Regions from separate parts of the Sus scrofa genome. Here region 1 is linked to region 2. A link is a contact called in public HiChIP or PLAC-seq data. All regions are on one chromosome and are shown on one strand. Each heading gives the region's core, a stretch centred on a gene start, on an enhancer-like site or on the middle of the called end of the contact. The rest is flanking DNA. Distances are from core to core; before and after follow the strand shown. Region 1 overlaps LOC102161217 (a long non-coding RNA gene). Region 2 overlaps LOC110255759 (a long non-coding RNA gene).

Evidence for each region. HiChIP or PLAC-seq counts read pairs in DNA pulled down with a chosen protein or histone mark.
Region 1: an H3K27ac HiChIP or PLAC-seq map of alveolar macrophages shows a contact between it and region 2, with 4 times the contacts expected there. The contact joins two enhancer-like sites. A contact is called at or near these places in 1 of 47 Hi-C or Micro-C datasets (fetal heart ventricle) and 1 of 2 datasets of contacts at active chromatin or transcription factors (alveolar macrophages).

What each region holds. Positions count from the first base shown.
Region 1 is chr11:19,390,771-19,397,385 of Sscrofa11.1, reverse strand. All of the region lies in intron 1 of LOC102161217 (a long non-coding RNA gene), which reads right to left. Among named protein-coding and RNA genes, the nearest start is that of ITM2B, 16 kb to the right of the region's middle. Within about 2 kb of position 3,860, at least 13 of the 83 cell types and tissues checked have an H3K27ac peak or open chromatin away from gene starts, as enhancers often do. A contact at or near this core is called in alveolar macrophages, where this site is marked.
Region 2 is chr11:19,048,594-19,055,433 of Sscrofa11.1, reverse strand. LOC110255759 (a long non-coding RNA gene) reads left to right here. Exons shown (of 3, transcript XR_002336552.1): 1 at 1-1,825. Among named protein-coding and RNA genes, the nearest start is that of RCBTB2, 30 kb to the left of the region's middle. Within about 2 kb of position 5,518, at least 20 of the 83 cell types and tissues checked have an H3K27ac peak or open chromatin away from gene starts, as enhancers often do. A contact at or near this core is called in alveolar macrophages, where this site is marked.

The DNA.
Region 1 (6,615 bases), core at 2,611-5,110, 340 kb before region 2:
GAAAGTTGTAGCATCATTCCAAACTTGCTTATTGATGCTAAGATTCCACAGGGTGAAAAAAAAAGTCTTAGTCATAGGAAGGCAATGGCACCATAAAGGAAAGGAAAGTTGCCTTATCAACTCTGCAACTGAGGTCTATTTTCCGATAATAATTCTCTCAACAATCTTATGAAGTCAGCACTATAACGTTGTCCCATGAAGTTCCTCTCTTGTAGAAAAAAACGACAACTTTGCAAGCTCACATCACTAGCAGGGATCATTAGGGCTCACTTCAGAAAACTGTGTACCGCATTTATATGTAGATAAAAGTTTTTATCCTTTTTTAAAAAATATAGTAATGCAATTAAAATGGACAAAGTTTTTTTTTATTCTTTTTTGTGTGTAATATGCTTCATCTTTGGTGCACTCCATTATGGCTGAATTCTTTGGCTCGTTTCTTAAAATTCACTACTTTATACGTGGATGTGTTTATTTTGCTATTTGGTTTATATACTAGGATTTTATTTCAATGATGATATTTTTGGTTTTCAAGGGTGACAACTGACTCTTTCATGAGAAGCTGCCTGCTGTGATGGGTATGGTATCTTCTCATATCTCTGAAGTTATTAGCTATAGTTAATTATAGTTAATTTAAAATTTTACTTGCTCTATTAACTGTTTCCTCTGGCATTCATGCTTTTACTTATTGTGTTTGGTGCCTGTCTTTCATGGTATTGGTTTTCTGGTGATTCTTGGTTTGCGGCTTGTCTTTGTTTGAGCAGCCCTGTCTGTGGGAATTGGTTCTGTTCCTGGGAGCTGTCTCTGGCCACTCTGGGCAGGCCAGGGCACAGGAGCTGGGAGGAGCTCTCCAGCCCTCTCCTACTCTCCCTGGAACAATGTTTCTCAACCCTGTTTTCATTATGTCTTCCTAATGACACTCATCACTGCCTGGACCCAGTGAATTTTTATACACAGGTATGCTGTAGATCGGTTTATTTACTGTGGTCCTTTGGAAGGCCACAAATTATTGCACTAAGACTTTTTTTTTTTTTTGGTCTTTTTAGGGCCGTACCCACAGCATATGGAGGTTCGCAGGCTAGGGGTCGATTCAGCGCTACAGCTGCTGGCTTGCACCACAGCCACAGCAATGTGGGATCCAAGCTGCATCTGCAACCTACACCGCAGCTCACAGCAACGCAGCATCCTTAACCCACTGAGCGAGGCCAGGGATCGAACCCGCAACCTCATGGTTCCTAGTCGGATTCGTTTCCGCCACGCCACAATGGGAACTCCCTTAAGAGGGTTTTTGGTAACTCTATCCCCACCCCACCCCCACTCCCAAACCAATTTTCACCACACTGGGAGTAATAAGTACACACCCCCAGCTGAAGATGTGTGCTCTGAAGAATGTCTCTGCCTTTCTGCACCAAGTGTTCTGAGGTAAATGCTCTTACTGCCTTCTCCTTAGAAGGCAGCTGCTCAAAGAAGCCTCCTGCTCCTTTATGTAATACCTTGGAGCTTAGAGCATTCCAGCACGCCCTGAGTCATTCCTAGAGTCTGTGATGCACTAGGATGTCTAGTTGTTGGGTATTTTACATGTGTGATATATATATATATATATATATGGGGGAGAGAGAGAGATTATTTCGTAGAGCAGTTTTAGGTTCACAGCAAAATTGAGCAGGAAGTAGAGACGGTTCTCACAGACTCCCTCCCCACTGCTCTCCCACCAGCTCTCCCACCACCAACACCCGCATGACTGTGTTCCTTCCAATGGTTACAATCTGCACGAGGTCTTAAGCTGATGTTTGCTCTATTAATCGGATGACCTAGGTCTTCAGCAATTCTGGATTTTTTCAAAAACTTGGACTTACTGGTAGCACATTTTGTTATTTTCAAGCAATGGATAAATTATTTGTCTTTATAGTTTTTGTAATTTTGAGGGGCTGGGCAAGGTGGGTGGGGAGGTCTTTCCTTCTTATAGTTTATGCCTCAAGTCAGTCTTCTAGAAAGATAGTTCTACCAGGATTTTAAAGAATGGAGGTTAGGAGTTCTCTTGTGGCACAGGGGGTTAAGGATCTGGTGTTGTCACTGCAACAGCTTGGGTCACTTTGTGGCACTGGTTTGATCCCTGGCCCTAAATAAATAAATAAGAGGCTGGAGTGATCATTAATTTCCACAGACTTATTTAAAGTTGTACCAGTGATCCTCCAATTTATAACAGTAATTCTTCTAAACGCTAAAGGGCAAGTAAATTATTCTTAACTAAATATTCAACATTTGGGGGGGTTGGGTTTTTTTTTTTTTTTTTTTTTGTCTTTTATAGGACCGCACCCACAGCATATGGAGGTTCCCAGGCTAGGGGTCAAATTGGAGCTGTACCTGCCAGCCTACACCACAGCCACAACAACGCCAGATCTGAGCCATGTCTGCCACCTACACCACATACCACAGCTCACAGCAATGCTGGATCCTTAACTCCTGAGCGAGGTCAGGGATCCAACCCACAACCTCATGGTTCCTAGTTGGATTCATTTCCGCTGCGCCACGAAGGGAACTCCCCCAACATTTGTAATAATAGTATATGTTAGCCTATGTATGATAAAGTAGCATGGTTCTATTTTTGTGAGTTCTTTCTTTAATGTACTATATTTATGATTGTTGGAGCTTATGATATATTTAATTTATACAGTGTTTAAAATTATATATCAATACTATACATTTAAGCAAATTTATAGCAGAAGACCACAAAGGTCACTAAATTCTATTTCCATTGCTCCATATTCACTTTAATCTGTCAGTATATATGTATACATATTTCATAGTTCTAATATTTTATGCATACTATTTTTGCCCGGTTTTGTTACTCAATGTGTGTGTGGGGGGAGTCTTGTGTGTATGTTTACTTATATTTCCAAGTCTACAAAGCTGTCATCTTTACTGTTCCTGTAATCATTATACAGGATGGAAATCATCATGTTTCCTGATAGCTTGTTAGTACTAAGAATTAACGATTTTTTTTTTTTTTTTTTTTTGCTTTTTAGGGCCACTCCACTGCATATTGAGGTTCCCAGGCTAGGGGTCGAATTGGAGCTACAACTGCCAGCCTGCACCACAGCCACAGCAACGCCCGATCCGAGCCATATCTGGGACCTACACCACAGCTCATGGCAATGCTGGATCCTTAACCCACTGAGCGAGGCCAGGGACGGAACTGGACCTCATGGTTCCTAGTCAGACTCATTTCCCCAAGCCACGACGGGAACTCCCAAGAATATTTTTATATTGTGTCAGAGCATGAATACTATCAAGCAGCTTTCCAAAAAAAAAAAAAAAAAAAAAAAGTATACCAATTTACAATGCACCTTTCGCCCTGTCAAACACTGGGCTTAAAATTTTTCATCCTTCTGGAAGTTTTTAAACTGGTATTTTTTTCTGTTTTACATTTGTGACTGCATTTTCCACTCAAGGACTTCCTGTCTGTATTGTCCCATGCATAAACGTGTTTGTGGCAGATTTTGCTGTCCTAATCCGTCTGTACCAACCTAACCATCCTACGCATTCTTCTCTGACACTCCTCCCATGGAGAGACGAGCTCTACACTCTTCCCCGTGATTCTGGGTGGCCTTGTGACTCTGGCAGAAGTGACCCTATGCCAACTCCAAGGCTAAGTTTAAAATAAAAATGCAATACAGTGTCTGCTTGGGTCAAAATAAGTGTATCAAGTTATACACTTGCTCTTAGAAGGGAGCCACCTTGCTGTGAGAAAGCCCAAACCACGGTGCAGAGGTCCAGGTGGAGCAGCAAGGAGGGCCTCGACCCACAGTCCCAGCTGAGTTTCAGTACAAAGCCGGCACCAAGCTGCGAGCCAAGTGAGCGAGTCATCTTGACTCACCAGTGCTCAAACTAGCCGCGCAGGGATAGGCAACCCTGCTGAGCTCTGCCCAAATTAGACTCATGAGCAAAATAAATCATTGTTTTTGTTTTAAACCACAAAATCTGGGGCTGGTTTTTTACCCAACAATAGATAACTGATAAAGTGTGGATGTCTGCTTTAAGCCACTTACCAAGTGCAATGTGGAATGCTGACCTGTGGTTAACTCTTCATTTGGAAGAGTCATTTAAAAAAGAAAAAGAAAAAAAGTTGGTGTTCCCAACGTGGCGCAGAGGAAATGAATCCGACTAGGAACCATGAGGTCTCGGGTTCGATCCCTGGCCTCGCTCAGTGGGTTAAGGATCTGGTGTTGCCGTGTGCTGTGGTGTAGGTCACAGAGGCGGCTTGGATCCTGCGTTGCTGTGGCTGTGGCGGAGGCTAGCCACTACAGCTCCAATTGGACCCCTAGTCTGAGAACCTCCATATGCTGCAGGTGTGGCCCTAAAAAGAAAAAAATAAAAGGTCAGAGAGAGTTCCCATCATGGCTCAGCGGTTAACAAACCCAACCAGCATCCATGAGGCAGCTGTGGCTCCAATTCGATCCCTAGCCTGGGAACCTCCATATGTTGAGGGTGTGGCCCTAAAAAGCAAAACAAACAAACAAACAAAATATATATATTTTTTTCTTTTTATTTCCCCCTGTATTAGCTTCTGTTTTAGATATTTGCTTTATTTCTTGGAGGCATTTAGATTTAATATTGTTACTACTGTATGTGTCAGTATAGGTTTTACCATCTCATAGTAATCCTGTTTCTTACTTGTACTGTTTTGGTTTCAAATCTGTTTTACCCTTACTATAATAGTAACTCTGCTTTTGCTTCTCCTTCTCTCTCTACTGTCTCTCATTTATTGTGTTTTGTTTTTGGACAATCATGTTGAAACTCAGACCATCTCTTGATAGCCTTCTTATTTCTGGTTCTGAAGATAATGATAGAAACAACAATTTTTAGCCAGAAAAGCACAAACATAGCTATCGATTATATCTCTTATTTTTATTAGATTTCCTGGAAATTTGAGGATCTTCAAAGCCTTGAAATTTGCACTTTTTAAAAAACTTCTTGGCAGTTCCCCGGAAGGCTCAGTGGTCAATGAACCCAAATAGGATCCACGAGGAGGCAGGTTCCATCCCTGGCATTGCTCAGTGAGTTAAGAATCTGGCATGGCTGTGAACTGTGGTGTAGGCTGGCAGCCATAGCTCCATTTCAACCCCTAGCCTCGGAGCTTCCATATGCCGTGGGTGCAGCCCTAAAAAGACCAAAAAAAAAAAAAATTATTTAACAAGCCACTTTGCACTCATTATAGAGAATCATCAACATTATGATCAATACTAGATTTTCTAAAGATGAAGGTGACCAATTCTATATAGGAATAGTGTTTCGAGCTTTTGCAAAAGTCAATAACGTCCCTAAGGCTATTTTATTGTTCAGTTTTCTATTCAATAGTATTTTGTATGTATTACAACTGATTTTATATGGTGTTGCCCAAGTAGTGAAAAACATGACCTCATTATGACTGCAGGCTTTTAAACTGCTTTCAAAATTTTCTTTTAAAGAAACATCTCCTTTTGTTGAAACTTTATAGCATTTATATTCTGTACTATTTGAATATCGTCTGTCTTATACAGTTCCTCTGTTTCACTTGTGTAATACTCTTCTCTTCCCAATCATATTTGTCTATTACTCCAAGGCAGGGATCTTGCTTCACACTCCTTTTGTTTTGTTTCTGCAACTTTGCACAGAGTAGGTGCTCAGTAAGTTCTTCTTAATTCGAGTTCTCCAAGCTGCCCAAAGGTGACTCCTAAAAGAGTGTGGGTAACATTGTGTATTACCACGTGTATGAGAGAGTTTGAAGTGTATGCCTATAGGAGGCTGGATAATAATCCCTAGAGCCTATAAATATTACCTTATATGGAAAAACTGTCTGTGCAAATGTGATTCAGTTAAGGACCCTAATTTGAAGATTATCCTGGGTTATCTGGGGGGCCTTAAAGCACATCGCTTGTGTTCTTATAAAAGAGAGGCAGAGGAATGGATATTTCAGAGAGAGAGGGTTGAGGGGAGAGAGAAAAGAAGAAAAAAAAAGGAGTAGTGGAGAAGGAGAGGAAGAAGCAGAGAATTATTTAGAGATGCTGGACTCGAAGATTTGAGTGGTGAAGCCACAGGCCAAAGAATGTCAAGAACCACCAGAAGTAGGAAGAAGAGTCAATGAAAGGATTCTCCCTTTGAAGGGAGTGGCTCGCAACACCTTGATTTCAGTCTGGTGATACTAGGTCAGAACTACTGTCTTCCAGAGAGAATACATTTCCACTACTTTAAGTCATCACATTTGTGATAATTTGTTAGAGTAGCCATAAAAAATGAATATGATTCCAATCCATTAATACTTTATCAGTTATTCAGGAGATTTAAGAATCATACATCTGGGAGCTCCTGGAACATTTTAATCTTCTAATTTGGACCTAATGACACCATCGTAAGAAGCCACTCTGCAGCATCCTTCAATGGACATGTCATCAGCCACACCGGGTCATTTTTCAATGAGGCTCAATCATATGTAGACCAGCAATGCCCACATTCACTGCCTCTGTCTGTTCTCTGTAGGTTCTGTCCACCTCTCAAATTCTCTGACCAGTCCGTAGGCTATAGCCTTTAATGGTGTCCTGTGTGATGAGAGCAGTGTTCCTGGATATAGTAGCAAGAGTC
Region 2 (6,840 bases), core at 4,269-6,768:
AGTTCATTTAGATATTCAAAAATTTGCAGATAAAGAAGAAAGTAGCGGGAATGGTTCTGCAATGCAGTGTTTTTCAAAATAAATCAACTTGGCCAAACCCCAAAACTGAGAAAATGGGAGCTGTGTGATTTGTCTGATACGCAATGCATAAAGAATTATGCCTCTGGAAAAATTATTTTATTTGACCCCATGAGAATGAAAGTCTTAGCTATCAAAAAAGAAAGCACATTTTTGGATGGAACTATGTGCCAAGCCATATGGCACAGCATGACAGTCTCCTGCCTGGGAACTTCTTGTCCCAGTTTTTCTGCCACTAACCAGCTGAGTGACTCTGCCTGAAGATCTGCCCATTTTTATACTTGAAAAACTGAACATTGGCCAATGAGGGCAGAGAGGAACACTGTGGGTTGCTAATTAGTCTTACTAAAGAGTCACCCACTTTTTCGATGCTAAAGTTAAGAGAATTCATCCACCAACTTCCTCACCCAACGTGCCCTTCTTCCCTGGACATCTACTCCAAGCTCTGTGCACCTGATTCTTGAGTATTTGGCAGCCAGGGTGTTCCCATGGAAACCAGTTCTACTCTGGGAGAGTTTTCCAATCTGGCTATAAATTGGGGTTATGAGGGCAGCCTCCATCCTGCCAAAAAACAAAGCCATCCTTTCATAGGAGCAAGAAGCTCATGCTTTACCACATGTTTATCCAACATCCTCCATAAAAACCCTTTGTGGTGTTGACTGGATCACCTCTCACTGACCTTTCTCTTATGTTCTAAATGTTCTTCTCATGCCAAGCTTATGGAGAGTTTTTACTCTTACTGCAATAGTAGGGTTGTCAGATTTAACAAATAAAAATACAGAATATCCAGCAAAATTTGCACTTGAGATAAACAACAAGGAATTTTTAAGTATACAATATTTGGGACATACATTAAAAAATTATTTGTTTGAAGTTGAATATAACGGGGTCTCTTGTTGGCAGTTCTATGTTCAAACATCCTAATTTTCACATCCACTGGAATGTTTGTTTCTTCCGTTTCTTTCTCATAATCCATTACTACTTTGCTGATCTAAAGAGAACACGCAATCTCCCTCCCTCAAAAGTTATCAAAAACACCTAATAGATACACTTTTCATTAATAACTGTGCTGACATTTGTGTGTTCTCTGAGAACTACCACTATGACTGGCTTTCAGTATTTACCTCATTATTTCTGTCTCTATCACCACTTGTCTCACTTTCTTAAATAAAAAAGAAAAATCCTTTATTTCAACCATGGGATGTGAAGGACAGGGGTTCTCAAATCCCATGAGTTCCGAATCAGAGAAAAGAATGGCCACTCGGTACCCACTCTTTCTGTTGCTAAGTAGCGTCTGTAGGAAGTGAAGATGGCTCAGCTGTGGTAAACACTTGGGGAAGGCAACTGAGTTTCCCTTTTTCCAGTTAATAATCTGGGGGATGGCTTGGGAATCGGCAACACCCAAAGTCTTCACGGCTGGCTTCTACCCTGGCCATTGTCTCCGTCAAGCACTTCCGCCTCCAGGAAGGCTGCGGCCCCGCCCCAGGGTCTGGCCAGAGGCCAGAGAGCAGAGTCTGTGTGGAAAGCTGCTGATGGACTCTGGGTTCGATGGCCTAACACGAGCTGGTGCCACACTCCGGGAGGTGACAAGGAGCTAATTACATGGAGGAAAGAGAGCCAGCAGAAGAGGTCATTGCAAAGGGTGGATTTCTTCCTGATTAACTGCGCGGGGAGACACAACCGGAAGGAACAGTACGGGGCAGTGTTTGTGCCATCGGAGATAAGCACCACGTATCTGGCGAGGCGGGTAAGCATGTTTTGACTTCTTAAATGAAATAAGTTACTTATAACTTGGCCACACACATAGTTCAAAAACCACCACCAAGAAACAACCAGGAAGTGAACACGGGTAGATATTTGATGTCTGGGCAAGAGACGTGAAGGATGGAGGAGGCAGAATTCCTGGGGCCACTGGAAGCAAGCTAGGCAGAGAGCACATTTTAGAAGCACTTAGCGGGAGTTCCATTGTGGCTCAGTGGGAATGAACTTGACTAGTATCCATGAGGACGAGGGTTCAATCCCGGGCCTTGCTCAGTGCGTTAAGGATCCCACATTGCCTTGGGCTGTGGTGCAGTGAGCCAGGTCGCAGATGTGGTTCAGATCTGGTGTGGCTGTGGCTGTGGCTGTGGCCGGCAGCTGCAGCTCCGGTTCAGCCCCTAGCCTGGGAACTTCCATATGTTGTGGGTGCGGCCCTAGGGGAAAAAAAAAAGGAAAAGAAAAGAAAAAAGAAACACAGGAACAGACTCTCCAAATCCCCCTGGACTGACTCATGACTTGGACACAAGAGAGAGGGCACCTCTCGCAGGATCAAGTCTCCAACTTCAAGGTCCCCACAGTCCAGCCCAGCCTCATGTCCCAGCCTGTCCCTCAGATCTCTCTTGCTTGCTGAGTGAGGGGTGGGGTCAGTCGGGAGATCACAGGTGTTGAACCTGTCTTAGCTGGCACTCCCTCTGTTAACACGCACCACCTCCTGCTTACCCCACCCAGCCAGGCAGCAGGGCCTCCTTGAGTTCCCAGGCCACGCCTGGTGTTTTTCCTCCCAAGCTTCTAGTAGGAAGGCCCCCTCCTTTCCAGCTCTCTCTTCATAGCCCCTCTCTTCCCCAACCCATCTTGTCTGTTCTAAGCCTCTGTTCTTGTTAGCTTGACTCTGAGTCTAGCAAACGAGTGGGCATGAAACTTCCCTAGCTATGAACACGCCTCTTAACCTATTTTTCTACCTCCATCTTCTGGATTTAAACATAACCTGGGACAGAGTAGGTTAGTTGTGACTAGTTGTGGATGGATGGGTGGATGAATGGGTAGGTGGGTGAGTGGATAGATAAATGGATGGATGGATGGATGGATGGGTGGTGGATGGATGGGTGGGTACCTCAGAGATCAACACCAAGAACCAATATTTCAAGGCTTGGTGAACACATTTTTCCAGGGCAGCAGAAAGTATTCTGAAAACCAGTGATGCCTAAGATGCTGCTCATTGCAATGACGATGGATGGCGCAAATCACTTCCCCACAGATGGTTTCTGTTTGCAGAACAGAGTTCTAGGTCCAACCCTGGGAAGGGTCCCAACCCCACCACACCTTCCCCCTCCCCCAACTGAGGGAAGTAGCCAAGTATAGGATGGGTTTTAGTCTGTGTGGCTGGGTGGGTGGGGTGAGGAGTGAATAAAGAGAGAAGGGGCAAAGTAGGGTCAAGTGGTAGCTTTGCTTGACGCCTGGAATTCAGAGGGGCGCCTCTCTCAGCAGGATGGCGGCTGAATGCTGCTTTGGAGCAAACATCCCCTCCCCCACTCTCAACATCGTGCTCCTTCCGTGTATGTCTTTGACTCTGTTTTGGCCTCTGTGTCGCCTTGATCTGAGCCCTCACGAGGGTGTCAGGTGATGTTTCCCCATTTACCTGAGTGTGTATCACACCTGTGTATGTGATGTGTCTGTGGGTCTGCGAGCTTTGCCCTGGATTCTGGTTGGGAGGTCGGTTCTCATGTCTGCTGGGCGGCTCCTCAGGGCTGGTGGCCCTCCCATTGCCTGCCTGCACACAGACTGAAGGAAAGTCCTTGGCAAATTGTGTTTGGGGACATAGCCTTTATTTTATTTCATTTTTTCTCTTTAGGGCCACACCCGTGGCATATGGAAGTTCCCAGGCTAGGGGTTGCATCGGAGCCATAGCCGCCAGCCTACACCACTGCCACAGCAACTTGGGATCCAAGCCACACCTGTGACCCACACCAGAGCTCATGGCAACGCCGGATCCTTAACCCACTGAGCAAGGCCAGGGATCGAACCTGTATCCTCAGGGATCCTAGTCAGGTTTATTAACCGCTGAGCCACAAAGGGAACTCCTTGGGGACATAGCCTTTAAACTGCCACCACAGCATAGAATTAGGGGGTTTAGAGATAAGGGGCTAAGTGGACCTTGCGCTTTCTTCCATTTACCATCATGTGTAATCTTTCTGCAGGACCCTGGCGGATGAGCATTATAATTTCCCCACTTTTCACATGAAGAATCTGAGAAGCAGAAAGCTGAGAGGGGATTCAAGTCCTTAGTTCTGGCTTTTCTGCTCTATTTTTTTTTTTTTTTCTTTTTTGGCTTGGAGGTCTCTCATGGCTATCATTTAATTTCTTTCTTTCTTTCTTTTTTTTTAATCTTGTCCACAGCATGTGAGGACGTTCCTGGGCCAGGAATTGAACCCTTGCCACAGCAGTGACAATGCTGTATCCTTAACCTGCTAAGCCACCAGGGAGCTCCTCACTTATTTTATGCAGTAGCTGAAACTAAGAATGTATTTTCTATAATCCCTTTGTGTGTCTGATAAAACAAATACCTGCTTGTTGGTTGGCACATCTCTCAAACCTCCAGGAGACTATGAAGTGGGTATTTCTGCATCCCCAAGGGCCTCCCTCTCTGAACTAGATCTCTGAGGTAACCCTTGGTGAACAGTTTGAAGCCGGACCCCAGGATTCATCAAGGCTATTCATTTCTTGAAGCTTCCTGTCTCTTCTCAAGGGTCTGCCTCAGGCCTGCCTTTGCTTCACTGGATCATTTCCAGGAAGCTTTCCGCAGTGTGCCGTGAGAAGCCTGAAGGCTGCTACAGCTGGGGACACGCCAGCCTGCTGTGTGTGCATTGTCTCAGGGCCTGGCTCAGCCCTCTAGGGGACCCAACCCATCCTCTCCTGGTTTCTCATTTACTGCGGGAAAAGTATCTCTTTTCCGGGGGATTTTTTTCTGTTTTTGGCTTTTCTTTTTTTAGGGCCGCTCCTGTGGCATATGGAGGTACCCAGGCCAGGGGTGGGAGGGGAGCTGCAGCTGCCGGCCTCCACACCACAGCCACAGCAACCTAGGATCCAAGCTGTGTCTGGGGCCTACAACACGGCTCACGGCAATGCCGGATCCTCAATCCACTGATCGGGGCCAGGGACTGAACTCGCGTCCTCATGGATAGCAGTTGGGTTCATTACTGGTGAGCCACAGTGGGAACTCCCTTTTTTCCCTTTTTCCCTCATCCTGTTTCTGCTTGGGGAGTGAGTACAGAGGTGGGTGGGAGGGAGGAAAATCGGAAAGGAAAATCACTTTGCTGGAATAAGCGGATGAGTCTTCCCACTGAGATGATTTCCTCAGGTGACAGGCTGTGAGGCTTAGGAGACTGGCAGCAAGATTCTGTGGCCACCCAAGTCATTCTTGCAAACCAGGCACACCAGGGATTAGCTTTCTGGCTGTCAGGGAAGGATTTGTCAGGGTAGCTAAGTGTTTTGATTAATTAACTTAAAGCTGGGATCCTGTATAAATGCAAATTGTCATACCTCCTCTCACCCACTGAGTGCCTCTCTCAGACCAAAATGGGTAGGAGCCGAGGAAGAAGAGGTGGAGCTGGAATCACTGCCTGGCTGTGACTCCATCTGCAGTGGTCTCTGGGGGAGGAGGGCGACTCCGCTTGTGCAAGCGCCACTGTCACAATCCAGCACTGCAAAACGGGACCACGTGAGGAGGAGGCTCACCCTTTGCCACCATGTTCAGCTCCTGACCTTAACCGAAAGAGGAACACAGCGTGGCCATCAGAAATCTTTTAGAGGGATGTCGACACCCTTCCAATCTCTGAACGTACAAAGGCACGTGCACTTGGGCAGTTTTTCAGTACCTCTGATTCTGACCTCATCCTTCTTGGACAGTGGTGTTTATTTTTATTTGCATGCAGGGTCAAGTGTACGGTGGGGAAAGGAGGCCTCACAGGGTGGCAGGAGCAGATGCAGCGCCCTGTCCACACACACCAGAAAGCTTGAAGGGAAAGGCGGGAAGAGCCAGGAGGCTGGCCACACATCCCCAGGTGCCATTGACTGCTTGGGTGAACTTGGGCATGAAACCTAACTGCTGGGGCCACCAGTCATCAGTGGACATGGGGCTCACCTCACAGGAAGGCTGAGGAACCTCAGTAAGATGTGTCTGCAAATGGCTCAGCACGACACACACGATAACTGCTTAACAAATACTCGCTTGTACTTGACCATGACTCTGTCCCATCTGAATTTATTTGCTTTTGATAACTTTGCTCCCAGAACCTGCAGAGGGTGGCAGAGCGCTGCTGTTGGCGGTCCCTTCTTCCTGCCTTTTCTCAGGGCTTGTAAAACTGGTTTAATTGCTTTTAAAATCAGAAGAAAAAAAAAGCCACATTAAAAAAATAACTCTTCTGGAATTTGTTGTCCATATGCTTTTAAAATTTTTATTTATTTATTGCTTTTTAGGACCACACCTGTGGCATATGGATGTTCCCAGGCCAGGGGTCAAATCGGAGCTGCAGCCTGGGCCACAGCCAAGCAGTGCCGGATCCTTTAACCCACTGAGCAAGGCCAGGGATTGAACCCACATCCTTATGGATACTAGTCAGGTTTGTTACCGCTGAGCCACAATGGGAACTCCCAAAAAACAGATTTTAATGAATATATAGCAATGAATCCACCCAGGATTATACTAATCTTTATGCCAGCAGAGTCACCAAATAACATTTACAATATTTTTTCAGTGGAGGAAAGGACCGCAAAAGTCTTAATTGGGCCCTGCAGGTTCCAGAACTCACAGGGGTTGGCAGCTAGGTCTGGCTTTTGGCAAAGGTCAGGGGGCTGAACCCACCAAGTCCCTGAGGGGAAAGTAGGAGACATCCTTTATCTGCCACGGAAAAGCACAGACCTTTTTCCTAGAGCAAACTCAGTGCTCAGACATGCAGAACAAATAGCTCCTGTTTGCCCAGGTCACTGCACAGGCGGAGTCTGAGGGGA